Linked DNA regions of Mus musculus: all the other regions are linked to region 1. The links are chromatin contacts, called in public Hi-C, HiChIP or PLAC-seq and promoter capture Hi-C maps. All regions are on one chromosome and are shown on one strand. The core of a region is the stretch at or near the end of the contact, and the rest is flanking DNA. Distances in the headings are between cores, read along the strand shown.

The links. Promoter capture Hi-C pulls out the DNA fragments that hold promoters and counts their contacts. Hi-C and Micro-C count contacts between places; a contact is called where the count stands out from the background. HiChIP or PLAC-seq counts read pairs in DNA pulled down with a chosen protein or histone mark.
Region 2: an H3K27ac HiChIP or PLAC-seq map of embryonic stem cells shows a contact between it and region 1, with 5 read pairs. The contact joins the enhancer-like site here to the promoter of Cntnap4 in region 1. A contact is called at or near these places in 1 of 39 promoter capture datasets (embryonic stem cells), 6 of 115 datasets of contacts at active chromatin or transcription factors (embryonic basal ganglia, embryonic forebrain, embryonic limb bud and 3 more) and 1 of 9 other capture datasets (adipose tissue).
Region 3: a contact with region 1 is called in a Hi-C map of cortical neurons, with 2.5 times the contacts expected there. The contact joins the enhancer-like site here to the promoter of Cntnap4 in region 1. A contact is called at or near these places in 2 of 39 promoter capture datasets (hippocampal neurons and trophoblast stem cells), 3 of 484 Hi-C or Micro-C datasets (cerebellar granule neurons and cortical neurons), 5 of 115 datasets of contacts at active chromatin or transcription factors (astrocytes, embryonic basal ganglia, embryonic forebrain and 2 more) and 2 of 9 other capture datasets (adipose tissue and pancreatic islet).
Region 4: a promoter capture Hi-C map of second pharyngeal arch cranial neural crest shows a contact between it and region 1, with 5 times the contacts expected there. The contact joins the enhancer-like site here to the promoter of Cntnap4 in region 1. A contact is called at or near these places in 7 of 39 promoter capture datasets (embryonic stem cells, hippocampal neurons, liver and 3 more), 3 of 115 datasets of contacts at active chromatin or transcription factors (embryonic basal ganglia, embryonic forebrain and embryonic stem cells) and 1 of 9 other capture datasets (embryonic stem cells).
Region 5: an H3K4me3 HiChIP or PLAC-seq map of embryonic basal ganglia shows a contact between it and region 1, with 3 times the contacts expected there. The contact joins the enhancer-like site here to the promoter of Cntnap4 in region 1. A contact is called at or near these places in 3 of 39 promoter capture datasets (embryonic stem cells, liver and trophoblast stem cells), 2 of 484 Hi-C or Micro-C datasets (cortical neurons and nephron progenitors), 7 of 115 datasets of contacts at active chromatin or transcription factors (SST interneurons, embryonic basal ganglia, embryonic forebrain and 4 more) and 1 of 9 other capture datasets (adipose tissue).

The regions. Positions count from the first base shown.
Region 1 is chr8:112,568,725-112,571,424 of GRCm38.p6, forward strand. It overlaps Cntnap4 (contactin associated protein-like 4), which reads left to right and starts at 1,319. Exons shown (of 24, transcript NM_130457.2): 1 at 1,319-1,501. The coding sequence starts at 1,411. Gm26994 (predicted gene, 26994) reads right to left here and starts at 851. Exons shown (of 6, transcript NR_132433.1): 1 at 739-851.
Region 2 is chr8:112,091,698-112,094,397 of GRCm38.p6, forward strand. No RefSeq gene overlaps it. Among named protein-coding and RNA genes, the nearest start is that of Gm22827, 31 kb to the left of the region's middle. Within about 2 kb of position 1,269, at least 5 of the 459 cell types and tissues checked have an H3K27ac peak or open chromatin away from gene starts, as enhancers often do. A contact at or near this core is called in embryonic stem cells, where this site is marked.
Region 3 is chr8:112,268,463-112,271,230 of GRCm38.p6, forward strand. No RefSeq gene overlaps it. Among named protein-coding and RNA genes, the nearest start is that of Gm39253, 27 kb to the right of the region's middle. Within about 2 kb of position 1,304, at least 33 of the 459 cell types and tissues checked have an H3K27ac peak or open chromatin away from gene starts, as enhancers often do. A contact at or near this core is called in cortical neurons, embryonic basal ganglia and embryonic forebrain, where this site is marked.
Region 4 is chr8:112,127,598-112,130,297 of GRCm38.p6, forward strand. No RefSeq gene overlaps it. Among named protein-coding and RNA genes, the nearest start is that of Gm22827, 66 kb to the left of the region's middle. Within about 2 kb of position 1,429, at least 44 of the 459 cell types and tissues checked have an H3K27ac peak or open chromatin away from gene starts, as enhancers often do. A contact at or near this core is called in second pharyngeal arch cranial neural crest, where this site is marked.
Region 5 is chr8:112,935,181-112,937,880 of GRCm38.p6, forward strand. No RefSeq gene overlaps it. Among named protein-coding and RNA genes, the nearest start is that of Gm45904, 14 kb to the left of the region's middle. Within about 2 kb of position 1,326, at least 16 of the 459 cell types and tissues checked have an H3K27ac peak or open chromatin away from gene starts, as enhancers often do. A contact at or near this core is called in embryonic basal ganglia, where this site is marked.

The DNA.
Region 1 (2,700 bases), core at 69-2,568:
AACTTTATCATTTGAGTGCTTTAATATTCTACACAAGCAATAGTGCCCAGGGAGTGGCCACTGGAAGAATATTCTCTGTAGTTGTTGATTTTCTGAGTGTGTGTTGCACCCATTTGTATGTCTGTGAGTATGTATAAGTGTGTGCATATGTGTGTGAGTGTATGCATGTGTGTGCACATGTATATGTGCATGCATGTGTGCCTGTGAGTGTGTATAAGTGAGTATGTATTCCTGTCAGTGTGTGAATGTGTGCGCGTGAGTGTGTACCTGTGTGTGCACTCACGTGTGTGTGCACGCACACACATATGGGAGGGGGTTCCCTTTTTCAGTATTCCATAATTTTCCATTTTGGGCCCTCTGGGAATTACTATTAAGAAACATGATTATGGAATGCTGCCTATTTCCAGAAGGATGCTTTCATAAAACTCAGTCTACTCAGAGAACTCTTCATGGGTGGATTTGTATTCCTGAAGCACCAACTAAAATAAGAAATGTTAATTTCTCGCAGACTATTATCAGATGATTTTTAAATATCTGCCAAGCAGGAATGTCTGTTCCCATGTGAGGAATTTCCGTAATAAAATCCTGGCACCGGAGCACAAGGCAATAGTTTTATAGAAACAGAGAAAAACAGCACGCGTTTTCCCGGAGGACAGTTTTAGCTACAATTCACCAACGCTTGCTTCGTTATTTCTGTCTTATTTTATGCTTTTGTTTTGAAACATAATGCAGTTTTACCTGGATACACTCCCGGGCAATCAGGAAATAGCTCACTATGTTGGTTGGTACTGCCAAATACAAGACCTGCGGAAAATCAGAAGGCTTCCTTGCCTGGCTGCTTTCCTCACCCCAAAGGGTGGCAGGGCACAAAATGGGTTAAAGCTTATTGGAGAATAGAGGGGAGGGGAGGGAGCCCCGAGGAGGCCAGGAGCAGCGGGCAGCGGGCAGCGCCTCCAGGTCCAGCTTCCATCACCTGCAGCCGCTGCGGAGCTCAGAAAGCTGCTGGCTGCTGCTGTGCTTTTTGGAGGAGGAAGGATGCTGGGGCAAATTTCTAAGACCGGTGCGAGGAGTGGGCGTGGCCTCGGCAGCAGTGTGTAAGCTTGTTAGGACAGAAGCTGGTTGCTTTTCTGTGAGGAACCAGTACTGAGGGCAGGGGAGAAGGAGGGTGGGGAAGAAAGAGAGAGAGAAAGAGAGAGAGGAGAGGGAGAGAGAGAAGGAAGGAGGAGCAAGGGAGGAGGGAGGAGGGAGAGGAGGAGGAGAGAGCGCGCGCGTGAGAGGAGGGAGGGGGAGGAAAGAGATCCAGAGAGCTAGAGATACTGAAGACCCAGTCAGTGCTGGGTGAAGGACTGAGGAGAACCTGTCTCCAGCGCTCTGAGAGCCACTCGAGATATTTTGGGGAGCTCAAAAATTATGAATATGGGATCTGTCGCTGGAGCTGTTCTCAAGATGTTACTTCTGTTGTCTACTCAAAATTGGAACAGAGTGGAAGCTGGGAATTCATGTAAGTACACAGCAAATGATTTAAAACTTGCAGGGGGGCTCCGCGCAAAACTTTGATTCTGTTGTTTTCACGATTAATCTTTTCAACTGGAATCGCTGCGGGGCTAGGAAAAGCACTACAGGGAAATTGTGCAAATATGATCGGGTTCCTCTTGGTCTGGTCAAAATATGCAATATGTTATTTGGATTTTTTTTTTTTTACTAGCAGAATTTCACTCTCTTTGAATATTCATTGAGAAGACTCAACTTCTAGTAAAACATTAAATTAGCATCTTAATCGGGGGACCAGCCCGGGAACGTCTTCCATTGCGCCTGTCTTGAGGTCATTAAATTTCATTGGGATTATTTGTCTACCAGGAAAACAACCCGCAGACTTGATATTCTGCTGCATTAGCTGAGATTTCTGAAGTTTGCGATTTAGCAGTGGCTGGCTGCATCTCTGAAATGGTGCAGGCTAATAGCTGAGACATACTGCAGACTTCGCGGGCAGGGGCAGGCAGAACTGGTGGAGGCACAGCTCAGCACTGGAGAGCTGTGTCCTCAGGCAGAAGAGCACTCCTGGATGGGTACCCATCCCTACATCTCCCTTAAAGGGAAATGTGCAGGTGACTTCCCCCTCCCCCACCACCCGCTTAAGTAGTGTTCTCTAGTGGTTGAATTTTCAACTTCATGTATTTGTGATTGATTGTCTTAGTGCTGAGTTCATTGATTCGAGGAACATTTGTTATGGTCTCGTTGCTTAATTTAAATATCATCCAAAATACCCTGGCCCAACTCTTTCGTCAGCTTGCCATTGGAAATAGGAAAAGTTTTAAAAGTTTATATTTGGTTTAGATTCTTTAGATAGAAGAATTTCCTCTTTTTATGTATGATAAAAACAGCCAAGCAAACACACAACTTTCTATTTCTTTCTCTGCTTTACAAGAAAGGGTTATAAGTCCTGCTCAGGAATGGATGGGACCTGCCTTACTGACAGCTTTAGGTTTGAGAGACAAGACATTGGTAACTCTCTTTGCCATAGACCCTCTTTTGCCTTAACTGTAGAGTCCTCACGAGGGAAAGGCACAGGGAACTCACTGCCACGAGCTCGTGTCCACCCACTGATGATTTTTCAGGAGCTCATTTAATGTCAGAATTTACCTGCCACTCTGCAAAGGCAAAGGAGAGAACTTCACTCCTAGGCTGGACTGTGCTTCCCAT
Region 2 (2,700 bases), core at 19-2,518, 480 kb before region 1:
ATTTCTCTGTGTCTCAATGGATCTCTCTCTCTCTCTCTCTCTCTCTCTCTCTCTCTCTTTCTTTTATTCCTTCACATAGCCCAGGTTGGCCTGGAACTTGCTAGCCAATGTTACCTTCTGATCTTCCTTTGTCTGATTTCCAAATGCTGCTGTTACAGTGTGTACACTGTGGTAGTTTGAGTAGGTCCGGCTCCCCATAGACGACTCACATATTTGAATGCTTGGACCACAGGAAAGTGGCATTATTAGGAGGTGTGACCTGGTTGGAGTTAGGTGTGGCTCTGTTGGAGGAAGTGTGTCATTGGAGGTGAGTTTTGAAGTTTCCTATGCTCAAGCTTCACTCAGTGTGGAATCATAGTTCTTTCCTGGCTGCTTGCAGAAGACAGTCTTCTCCTGGCTGCCTTGGGATCAAGATGTAGAACTCTTGGCTCCTCCGGCACCATGCCTGCCTGCATGCTGCCTTGCTTCCCACCATGATGATAATGGACTAATCCCATGACATTGTAAGCCAGTCCCAGTTAAATGTTTGCCTTTATAAGAGGTGCCTTGGTCATGGTGTCTTTTCACAGCAATAAACTCAGGCAATCTCCATTCATGGTTTTGATTTTATTTTTTTAAAAAATATTCCTTTATATTTATTTGTGTGTGTGTGTGTGTTTCTCCATGTGCATGTGCACATGGGTGTGGATGCTTCTGGAGGCCAGAAGAGGGTGTCGGATCCCTGAAGATGGAGTTGCCCATGGTAAATCATTGATGCTCATGTTGGGAACTAAACTCTAGTCCTCTGCAAGAGCAGCAAGCCATCTTCTCAGCCCCTTGGTTTCTGTTTTCTTGAAAGGTACCACAGCAGTCCCACCCAGCTTGTCTTTTTTATAGTTCTCTGTTAAACTCCAATGCTTCATTTTATAACTAGAGTGGGGTTTGAGGGACCCTAGTCAGCTGGTGACCTCCACCCTGCAGAGTTGGGGTGGTGTCCATAGCATAGACTGACGTTTTAAATGCACTGAACTCAAAGGTCGGGAGATGGGGGGTGTGTTTCTGGGTTGTTGCTTTTGAGAACTTGAGACCCAAGGCCAACGGCCTGACCTTTTGAACTCTTGGTTAAGTCATCTTCAGAATGAATCTTAATGTGTATGGAGATGAAAATGAGGAGCCAGATGAGAAAGCCTTCGCAGACTTCAAGTTTCAGAGAAATACGGATGCCCTGATGATACAGATATTGACCAAGGCAGCCTTAGTGGTCCCAGCAGCTCCAGGGAGGTTTTGTACCAGTTTCTCTCTAATTCCTGGCCCTTGACCTCCCCTTTTCTTTGAGCATTTGCACATGAAGAATGGTAATTGTAAATTCCTTCTCTGCCTCTTTGAGATGTAAATAGTCTCTGGCTGCCTCCAGCCAGGGCCAAGGACTGTAATTCTTAAGGATCTTTGAAATTTAATAATCACGGAGCTAGCATCCCTATTTCTCAGAGTCTGTGTGGTGGGAGCCTAAATCCAGAATTTTAATCCTAGCTGTAAGACCATTGCTGTTAGAAAGATAAGGGAACATTTATTTCCCTTTCTGTAAGGTACAGCTATTAAGTACTATGGTATTCCCTACCCATGTGTGTGTGTGTGTGTGTGTGTGTGTGTGTGTGCACATACATGGGTGCACTTGTATGTGAAGGTCAGAGGCCAACAGTAAGTACCTTCTTCAATAATCTCTATCTTAGTCTTTTAGGTCTCAAACTGAGCCTGGGGTTCACTGGTTCCATTAGACTGGCTGGCCACTAAACTACAGGCTTCCCACGCCTGTGCCTGTTCCCTCAGTGGTGAGACCACAGGTATGTATGGCTGTGTTTGCCCTTTTCTTTAATATGGAACCTGATTGATTCACCTCGGGACCCCTCATGCTTGTGTGGCAAGCCCTCTGCAGCCACCGAGTAATCTCTTCAGCCCCTCCCCCACCTCAAGGCTTTTAAAGATTTAGTTTTATTATTTTAGAACTATGTGCACAGGCGTAGGACACGTAAGTGCACATAAGTGAAGGTGCCTGAGGTGGCCAGAAGGCGGCACTGGAGTCCCTGGAGAGAGAATTATACAGGTGGCTTCGTGCCATCAGAAATAGGTGATGTCTGGAGACTGAACTCAGGTCCTCCCAAAGAGCAGAGAGTGCTCTTAAAGGCTGAGGCTCCATCTCTCCAGCCCTGGCAACTTAGGTTTTTAAAAAAACTCTTCTGTTCACTCATTGCTTCGTTGGACATAAGATTGCTCTGTCTTCCCTATTGAAGCAACAGCCTTGAACTTGATCTTCCTTCCCAGTTCAACTTTGTCCCTGAGGATTATTTAATCAGTTTATTTGTTTTTGAGGCGGGGTCCCACAAAGCCTGGACTTAAACGTTGAATCCTCTTAAATTCTGGGGTTGTGGCTGTGTCCATTGCACCAGTCTCTCCTTTAATCATTTCTGTCCGGACACCAATGTGAAGGTGAGAATAATATTTAAAGAAAAGTACCGGGTAACCTCTCAATTTCAAAGTAATTATGGCATGCTGGTATTTAGGAGGACACGGGAGACCATGGCTGATCTCTTCTTGCTGATATAGTCCTGAATTCCTCTCAGTTTTGTAGTTTTTCTGGTTTGTACCTGAGTTAAACTACTCCTTTGTTAGCAGCAGGTAAATGGGAATTTATACAAGGAAAAAAAAGTCCCATAAAAATATAAA
Region 3 (2,768 bases), core at 54-2,553, 300 kb before region 1:
TTCTCAATGATCTTAATTATGTGTGGCTCTCCTGTTGTATCCTTGATCAAAATCCTATAGGTCTTTCTTTGCTGTTCTAAATGCCAATCACCCTGTATATGAATTCACTCTATTTGAGGCAGTGGCTGGAGATCTGGGCTCCATACGCTTTCTCTCGCCATCACGTCCCCTTACATGTCTCCTAAGCACTGCTGCTGTGGTCGCTGCCTGTCATTTCCCTGGCACCATCTGTAGACTGATATTCTGCCAAGGGATTTGTATGGATTCCAAGTGAGAATTCGGCTTATTTAGTTAAGAGAAAAGAAAGAAATTGATCAATTCCTATTCTAGCCCACTCCCCCCAGCCTCCAGTTTCCTCCCCATTCACCCTCGTGTGGTGATATTCCTGCAGCTTTGAAATAGAATCAGATTTCCAGGCTGCACCATTAAGCTTTCAGCCAAAAATTGCACTTAGCCAGAAATGCTCACAATCCTAATAGTTGTGAGAAATAAGACACTTGATTAAAAGGCGGCGCACTTGTCTATATCTTTAATGTGCATTCCTAATGAGTCTTAGCAGGAGGCTGATTCACATGAAAACGCACAATTAGCCTATCCAAGTTTAACACACTATTATCTACACCCAGGCCCTCTCTTCATTACCATCTGAATGCCCTGTTTTCTTTGGAGTTTTGTGCAGGAAACAAATCCCTATATATGGCACAGGCAGTTTCAAATTCCCATTTATCTGCACTTGCCCTTTAGACAAAAGGCCCAAACAACATGCTCTTTGATGCATTAATTTTCCAATCTCTGGCTATTTTTGAAATTGTCATGTAGCCTGCTTCCCTTTTCCCAGGGATTCAAGTCAGTGCACAGGGTGGAAGTGGATACAGCCGGGGGGATTTGTTTGTTATTCCGAGTGGAGGTTATACTGTCTATCCCGGCATTCTGGGGCTTAAAGCTGCTCGAAGGGACAGTTGAAATTCAGTTCGATATTGCTTGGATTTGATGTCACTACGACTGTGCACAGCTCCCTACTGTAGAGTTTTGAACTGAGGGGTGGGGGAGGAAATAACGAGATTCCTGAAGTAAAATCCACGAGAATGAAAGTTTTATTGAATTCTCATCCTGGATACTACTCTCTGACCTTCCATTAATTGTCAGCGTTTCTCTTATGCCATGCATATCCCACAGTCCCGCCGACTGCCTCTGATATGCAAAATCCCACTTATTCTGAATTGAGTAAAAGTGAAGGGCTGGAGAGATGCTGAGCACACGCAGGCACACAGTTCAGGGCACAGGCAGCAGACAGCTCTTCCCTGCCTGCAACTCCAGCTCCGGGGGATCAGGCTTCCTCTTCTGGCCTCTGGGGGCACCTGTACACTTGTGCACACAGCCATTCACAGGCACACACAGGCACCTGCACACATGTGCACACAGCCATTCACAGGCACACACAGGCACCTGCACACTTGTGCACACAGCCATTCACAGGCACACACAGGCACCTGCACACTTGTGCACACAGCCATTCACAGGCACATAATGAGATTTTTAAAAGAAGTTGGTAAGACCCTATGTAACTGTTTAATACTTTCTCGAATTTCACCTCACCTCAGGTGTCTTTTAAGAGTTGACCTTTCAGAGAGAGTTAAAAGAATTTTTTTCTTATGATAAAAGTGGTTTTTACTCTTATACATGTGTACACATGAAGGTATGCACACCCATGCACACGCATGTGCAGGCCAGAGATCTGTGTCTAGTGACTTCCTCTATTGCTCTTTACCTTAATTTTGGAAGCAACTGATGCTGCTGAACCTAGACATTAACTGATTGGCTAGACTGGCTTGCCAGGGAGTCTTGTCATCTTGTGATTATAGGCACGTGCTACCATGCCTCATGCCATTTATTTATTTATTTATTTATTTATTTATTTATTTATTTGACCAGGGATCTGAACTTAGGACTTCATGTTTGTGCAGCAAGCCCTTTACCTACGAAACCAGATTCCTAACCCTGTAGTTTTTGCTTTTGAAAAGTGAATTGCAGCTGGGTATGGTGGCACACCACCTTTCATCCCAGCACTTGGGAGGCAGAGGCAGGTGGAGCTCTGTGAGTTTGAAGCCAGCCTGGTCTACATCATGAGTTCCAGGACAGCCAGAGCCATATAGTGAGACTCTGTCCTGGGGGCAGGAATAGCAAAAGCAAAAGCAACAAAACAAACAACACCCCCAAACAAACAAACAAATTACAAATCTTTTGCCATGCAGTGGAGGCACACGCCTTTAATCCCAGCACTCAGGAGGCCGAGGCAGGTGGAGCTCTGAGTTTAAGGCCAGCCTGGTCTACAGAGTGAGTTCCAGGACAGCTAGGACTACACAGAGAAACCCTGTCTTAACAAACAAACAAACTAAAAAAAAAAAAAAAAAAAAAAAAGGAAAAACAGAAAGAAAGAAAAGTGAATTGCATAGGGTCTTATTAAGCACTTAATAATTTTAGGACTACTTGAATGACATGCATTTTGCTGACTGATACAGTGAAACAGACAGATATGACATTTGATGCCTGAATAGATAAAACTGTTACTTGCTGCTAGGTGATGCTAGGGATAGTCTGTTAAGGGGTGGGGAGAGAAAGGCTACGGAAGGATGCACGCTAGATCAGAACCCGAGTTATCTGTTTCTTCTCCACCACTGGTCTGCTTATAAATTTTTCTCTCCATTCCTGCACATGTCAGAATTCTTCTCTCCTGTTTCTAGCACCCTCTATAAGAATGCTGGAGCAAT
Region 4 (2,700 bases), core at 179-2,678, 440 kb before region 1:
TTTGTGGATCACACTTGGGATTTGGGGAGTAAGCAGTGTGATGGATCAAAGCTCCCGCTAACCCACACACTAGAGATGGAATCATGTAAAAGTTTTTATTAGCACACATTAGTCACAGACGGCAATGGGTGCATCCTTACTCTTGAAGGAGACAGTTACTGAGTCAAGCAGAAGTGTGAATCAGTCCTCCAAAAAGGACAGTCCTTGAGATTTTTAAAAATTCTTTTTTTTAAAGTCTTTTCCATTTCTTAATTCTATATTCTGCCAATTTACCATTCTGTTCTGACATTCCTTTATCAGAGGCAAGAAGCTCTGATAAATTTAAATTACATCTATTTATGTGTGTGTATGTGTGCATGAGAGAGAGAGAGAGAGCGCGAGCGAGCGAGAGAGCGAGCACATGTGCGTGTCATGGCGGTATGTGGAAGGCAGAGGACTGACTACTTGCAGGTATCAAGAGGGTCCTGGGAATCGAACTCATGTTGTCAGGCTTGGTGGCCAGTATCTTTACCCAATAGCCAGCTTGCCAGCCTTTTTATTTTTAATGATGCATAAATGATTTGTTTAAATTGTTTTAACTTTTATAGAAACAATAGCACAATCCTAATGTACTTCTCTGATTAATATCGCGCTTAAGGCAATGTTGAAGAGAAACTTTCAGGTGATCCCAGGAGTAGCCTTTCTCTGTGTTATGAGAACAATGCCAACTAATCTTGCTATCAATTTTCTGTACTAGAGAACATTCTGAAATAATAATAAAAACTATATAAAACATTATAAACTAGGATTCAAGGTTAAGCATACCATTTATTATTAGATTGGACTCCAAAGTTTAAATAAGACCAGGTTTTAATTTTAAAACGGCCTTAAAGGACACATATAAAATAAACTGGACAGAACTAAAAGGAAGTCAATATGGCCTTTATTTCCATGTGTGATGTAATGAGCCATAGCAAGTGAGTGCATCCCCTGTGAAATAAAGATGCTTAGCAAGGGCTGGGGATGCAATCCAGCATTATCTTCACTTGAAGGAGGGTATCTGACAGTGTGGGGAGTGGACTATCACCCTGCAAAGGTAGAACGTCTTGGGGACAACAGTGACCAACAAACTTTCTTGGTTGTGCATGGATGGGACAACCACAGAAATAGTGTTACCTCCCTCTGTGGGATATTGTGTTGGTCTTAATATGGGTTGAAATTTGGAAGTTAAGTCGAGACATTTTAAGAAGCAGGTGAAATGCTCTACAGCCTAGAAGCTCCTGGGGGTCAAAGATCTACCGGGGAGAAACAGCATGCTGGTCCTTCGTGCAAGAAAGAGTAGAACACGACCATGATTGGGAGACCAGAGGCTGGAAACGATAAGACAGCTCTTGCCTAGTGGTTTTCAGGACCATGGACAGAGGCACACGAGGCTGCCAATGCAAAGCTTGGAGGCATGGTTCCAGATGACAAGACAGCTTTCTCCTAGTGAGTCTCAGGACTAAGGACAGAGACACACGGGGCTGCCAATGCAAACCCTAGAGGGTTTAGCAATCCACATCAACCAAAGGTGTAGCTTCTTAACCAATCACAACCCAGATCCATTCATTGATAATTGGGCTAATCCAAGTACTTACTCTCATTCCGATTCTTGTGAGGATAATATCATACAGACTGTGAACGGGCTGTATATAAACATTGTATAACACATAATTAAAAATCCGGCCCAGAAATGGTTGCGGAAAGCCGATGGAGGGAGAGAAGTATGTGGGAGAGGGGATCAGGAGAGGAGTGAGGGGGTTAGGGATTTGGTGTAGGGAGGGGCAGGGGCGATGGCCGGATGGCCATGAGAATGAATGGAAATCTGTAACAGACTGGGGGAGGGGGGAGGGAGGGTCTCCAGGAAGAGATGGAGACCTGTGATAGGGGAAGCACCCGAGAACCAATGGGGGTGTCTTAACTGTGACTTACAGCATTGGGGACATGGAGCCTGGGGAGGCTGTCTTCTGTGTCCAGGCTGGAACTCTGGTGGATTGGTAGGGACACCAACCTACCAACAAGACTTTCAACCCAAAACTTATCCTGTCTACAAGAAATGCAGGGATTGGGGATGGAGCAGAGACTGAGGGAATGGCCGACCAATATCTGGCCCAACTTGAGACTCATCCCATAGACAAAAACCAACCCCTGACACTATTAGTGATACTCTATTATGCTTGCAGACACGTATACTTGCAGGAGTCTACTGTGACTGTCCTCTGAGGGGTTCCACCCACCAAAGGACTCACATAGATGCAGATACCCACAGCCAAACAGTGGATGGAGCTTGGGGACTTTCTTTCTTTCTTTCTTTCTTTCTTTCTTTCTTTCTTTCTTTCTTTCTTTCTTTCTTTCTTTCTTTCTTTCTCTCTTTAATATGAGTACACACTGTAGCTGTACAGATGGTTGTGAACCTTCATCTGGTTGTTGGGAATTGAATTTAGGACCTCTGCTCACTCCAGTCATCCCCACTCGCCCCAGCCCAAAGATTTATTTATTATTATACACAAGTACACTATAGCTGTCTTCAGACACACCAGAAGAGGGTGGCAGATCTCATTACGCATGGTTGTGAGCCACCATGTGGTTGCTGGGATTTGAACTAAGGACCTTTGGAAGAGCAGTCTTACTTGCTGAGCCATCTCTCCAGCCCCAAGCTTGGGGACTGTTATGGAAGAATAG
Region 5 (2,700 bases), core at 76-2,575, 370 kb after region 1:
GCGTCTCTCTGCCTTTAGATTAGAATACAAAACTCTCAGCTCCCTCCCCAGCACCAGCCTGCCTGCTTGCCATGCTTCCCGTCCTGATGATAGTGGACTGAACCTCTGGCACTGTAAGCCAGCCCCCAGTTAAACGCACTTACACGAGTTGCCTTGGTGCCTTGGTTGTGGTGTCTCTTCATAGCAATAGAGCCGTGACCAAGACACACGGTTTCTAGTGCACTTGAAAAGTAGAGATTTTTGGATACTTAAAGTATTTTCTGTTGAGAGATTTGCTAGTTCCATTCCCCAGTGCCCCCCCTTCCCCCCCCCCCCTCCCGCCTTTCCCAAGTCCGGGTTGAATGATGTGGAATGTTGGAAGGGGTAAGCAATCTCCAGGAGCTAAATTATTATTGAATACTAAAAGTGGAAGTCTGCCAAAATAGCGGTAGCTGGAGAAAAGATCACCCAGGAGTTTAAGCTATTTTTTTTTTTGCATGTAGCTATGACTAGTGGTTTTCTCATATCAGTCTGATCTCAAGTTCCACTTATAAAAGCATGAGTCATGGGTTTCAGAATATTATGACATTAATAAATTATAAAAATGAACAGGATTTTGTTTTCATTGTAATTGCATAAAGGGGTTGATTAATTGCGGAGTTCAAAGTAATTTTACAACATATCTTTCTAAAGAATTATTTATTTACTTATTTATCTATTTATCTATTTATTTATTTATTTATATATGAGAGTACATTGTAGCTGTCTTTAGACACACTAGACGAGGGCATTGGATTCCATTACAGATGGTTGTGAACCACCATGTGGTTGCTGGGAACTGAACTCAGGACCTCTGGAAGAGCAGTCACTGAGCTATCTCTCTAGCCCTAGAACATTCTGTAGGTATGCAAATGTCTTCATGCCTTATGCATACATGTAAGAGAGCTCTATAGAGATGCCAGTGTTTAATGAGTGCTGCTTGTAAATGAAAGCAAACGATTTACCCAGAGAACGAAAATGATCGTCAACACTTTCAAGGAGAAAAAGTTAACAGCCACATACCAATCATTATATTAAGTCTTAAGTCTCTGTTGCCAGAGACTTCTACACTTCTCTATCGCAGACTTTCCAGACGGATGCTCGGTGCAATGAAAAAAGTGTTTCCCAGTGACAATTAGATTCTTCTTAGGGTAATTTTCCAACAGTAAGAAGTATGTACACTAAGCAAGAAATTAATTTTATTTTCTTGAGTGATTGAGTAATAGCAATTCCTTGGTAGTTGGCCATTCTGTCCTGAGAGCCAGCTGGCAAGTGAATCAGGAAAATGTTTGTTGCTTTTCTTGGCTTGTTGCCTACACGTTGAATGCAAGTGACGCTTGGTAAATTACAGGACTAAATAGAATCTTGGGTCCTAGCCTAGAAATTTATTAATGGTTGTTGAGCAATCAGATCACAAGAGGGCATGTAGTTAAAGTCTCAGTAGCAGGTGTCTAAAAGCTTCCTTCTTGTGGAGGTCACTGTTTAAAAATCCATAGGCTTTGTTTTAGACAAAAACATGCTTGAAGGTAATGTTTTTTTTTTTTTCTGTAATTCAGTGATTAGGTTATTTGGTTGAACAGAATCAGTATAGACATCCTCATGGTTTATTAAAAATATCTCTGAATGCTTAGAAAAATCGACAGTGTAAGAATATCAGGTTTTAGATAATTAGCTATTAAGAAAATCACTTTCATGCTTTTCAAATTAGAACTTATGGATGGGGGAAATGGTATTGCAGTGTAGCCAAGTCTGGTCTTGAGCTATGTGGGGTTTGGGCTGGTCTTGAACTCTATGTAGCTCATGTCATGATGTCAGGCAGTGTCATCTCTCCAGCTCATCACATTCTTGTCTTTATCTAAGACATCAGCAGTTCCAACATACATGTAAGAGTGCTTTTGAACAGGAAGCAGTTGGACCATTTCCTGGCCTGTAGTATACGAATATATTAATATGCTTGCAGGCATGCATTGGAGATTCCTTGAAATGTGAAAAAATTCTTAAGTGCCTTACATTAGGCATAGTCAGTGATAAACATTTACAAACAAGTGTTAATCTAATCCACACTTCAGGCACACATATATGCATATGCACACACACACACACACACACACACACACACACACACACACACAGGCATGCGCACGGGCCGCCGCCACCACCACCACCACCACCACCACTGCCAGTATCCAGTCTCCAAAATGTTGACTAACATGTTCAAGGTCACACAGTTACACAGCTGTTAGCTAGCTGATCTTGGGATCAAATTATAATTTGTTTTTACACAGCATCCTATCAATCAACTTCCTCTTTAAATGGACATAATAAATATACATGGGATCCTATATGAATATATGTATCACATGTAAAAGAAATGCATAACAATTGAATATTGATAAATCGATTTATCTCATAATTTTCTTACTGTATATGTACCTGTAAACATACAATAGCATGACAGTTATATATGTGTGTGTGTGTGTGTGTGTGTGTGTGTGTGTGTGTGTGTGTTCATATAAATTACCTCATTTTTCATTCATCTAATTTATATATAGCAGTGTTTCCCAGGCTTGGGTCTTTATTTCCTTGGGGACACACTGGTGTATGAGAAAGGTCAGAAATATCAGGGGTAGCTTTATTGACTTGATATACAAAAAGATGGAGTTACAGCTAATGCTTACTCAA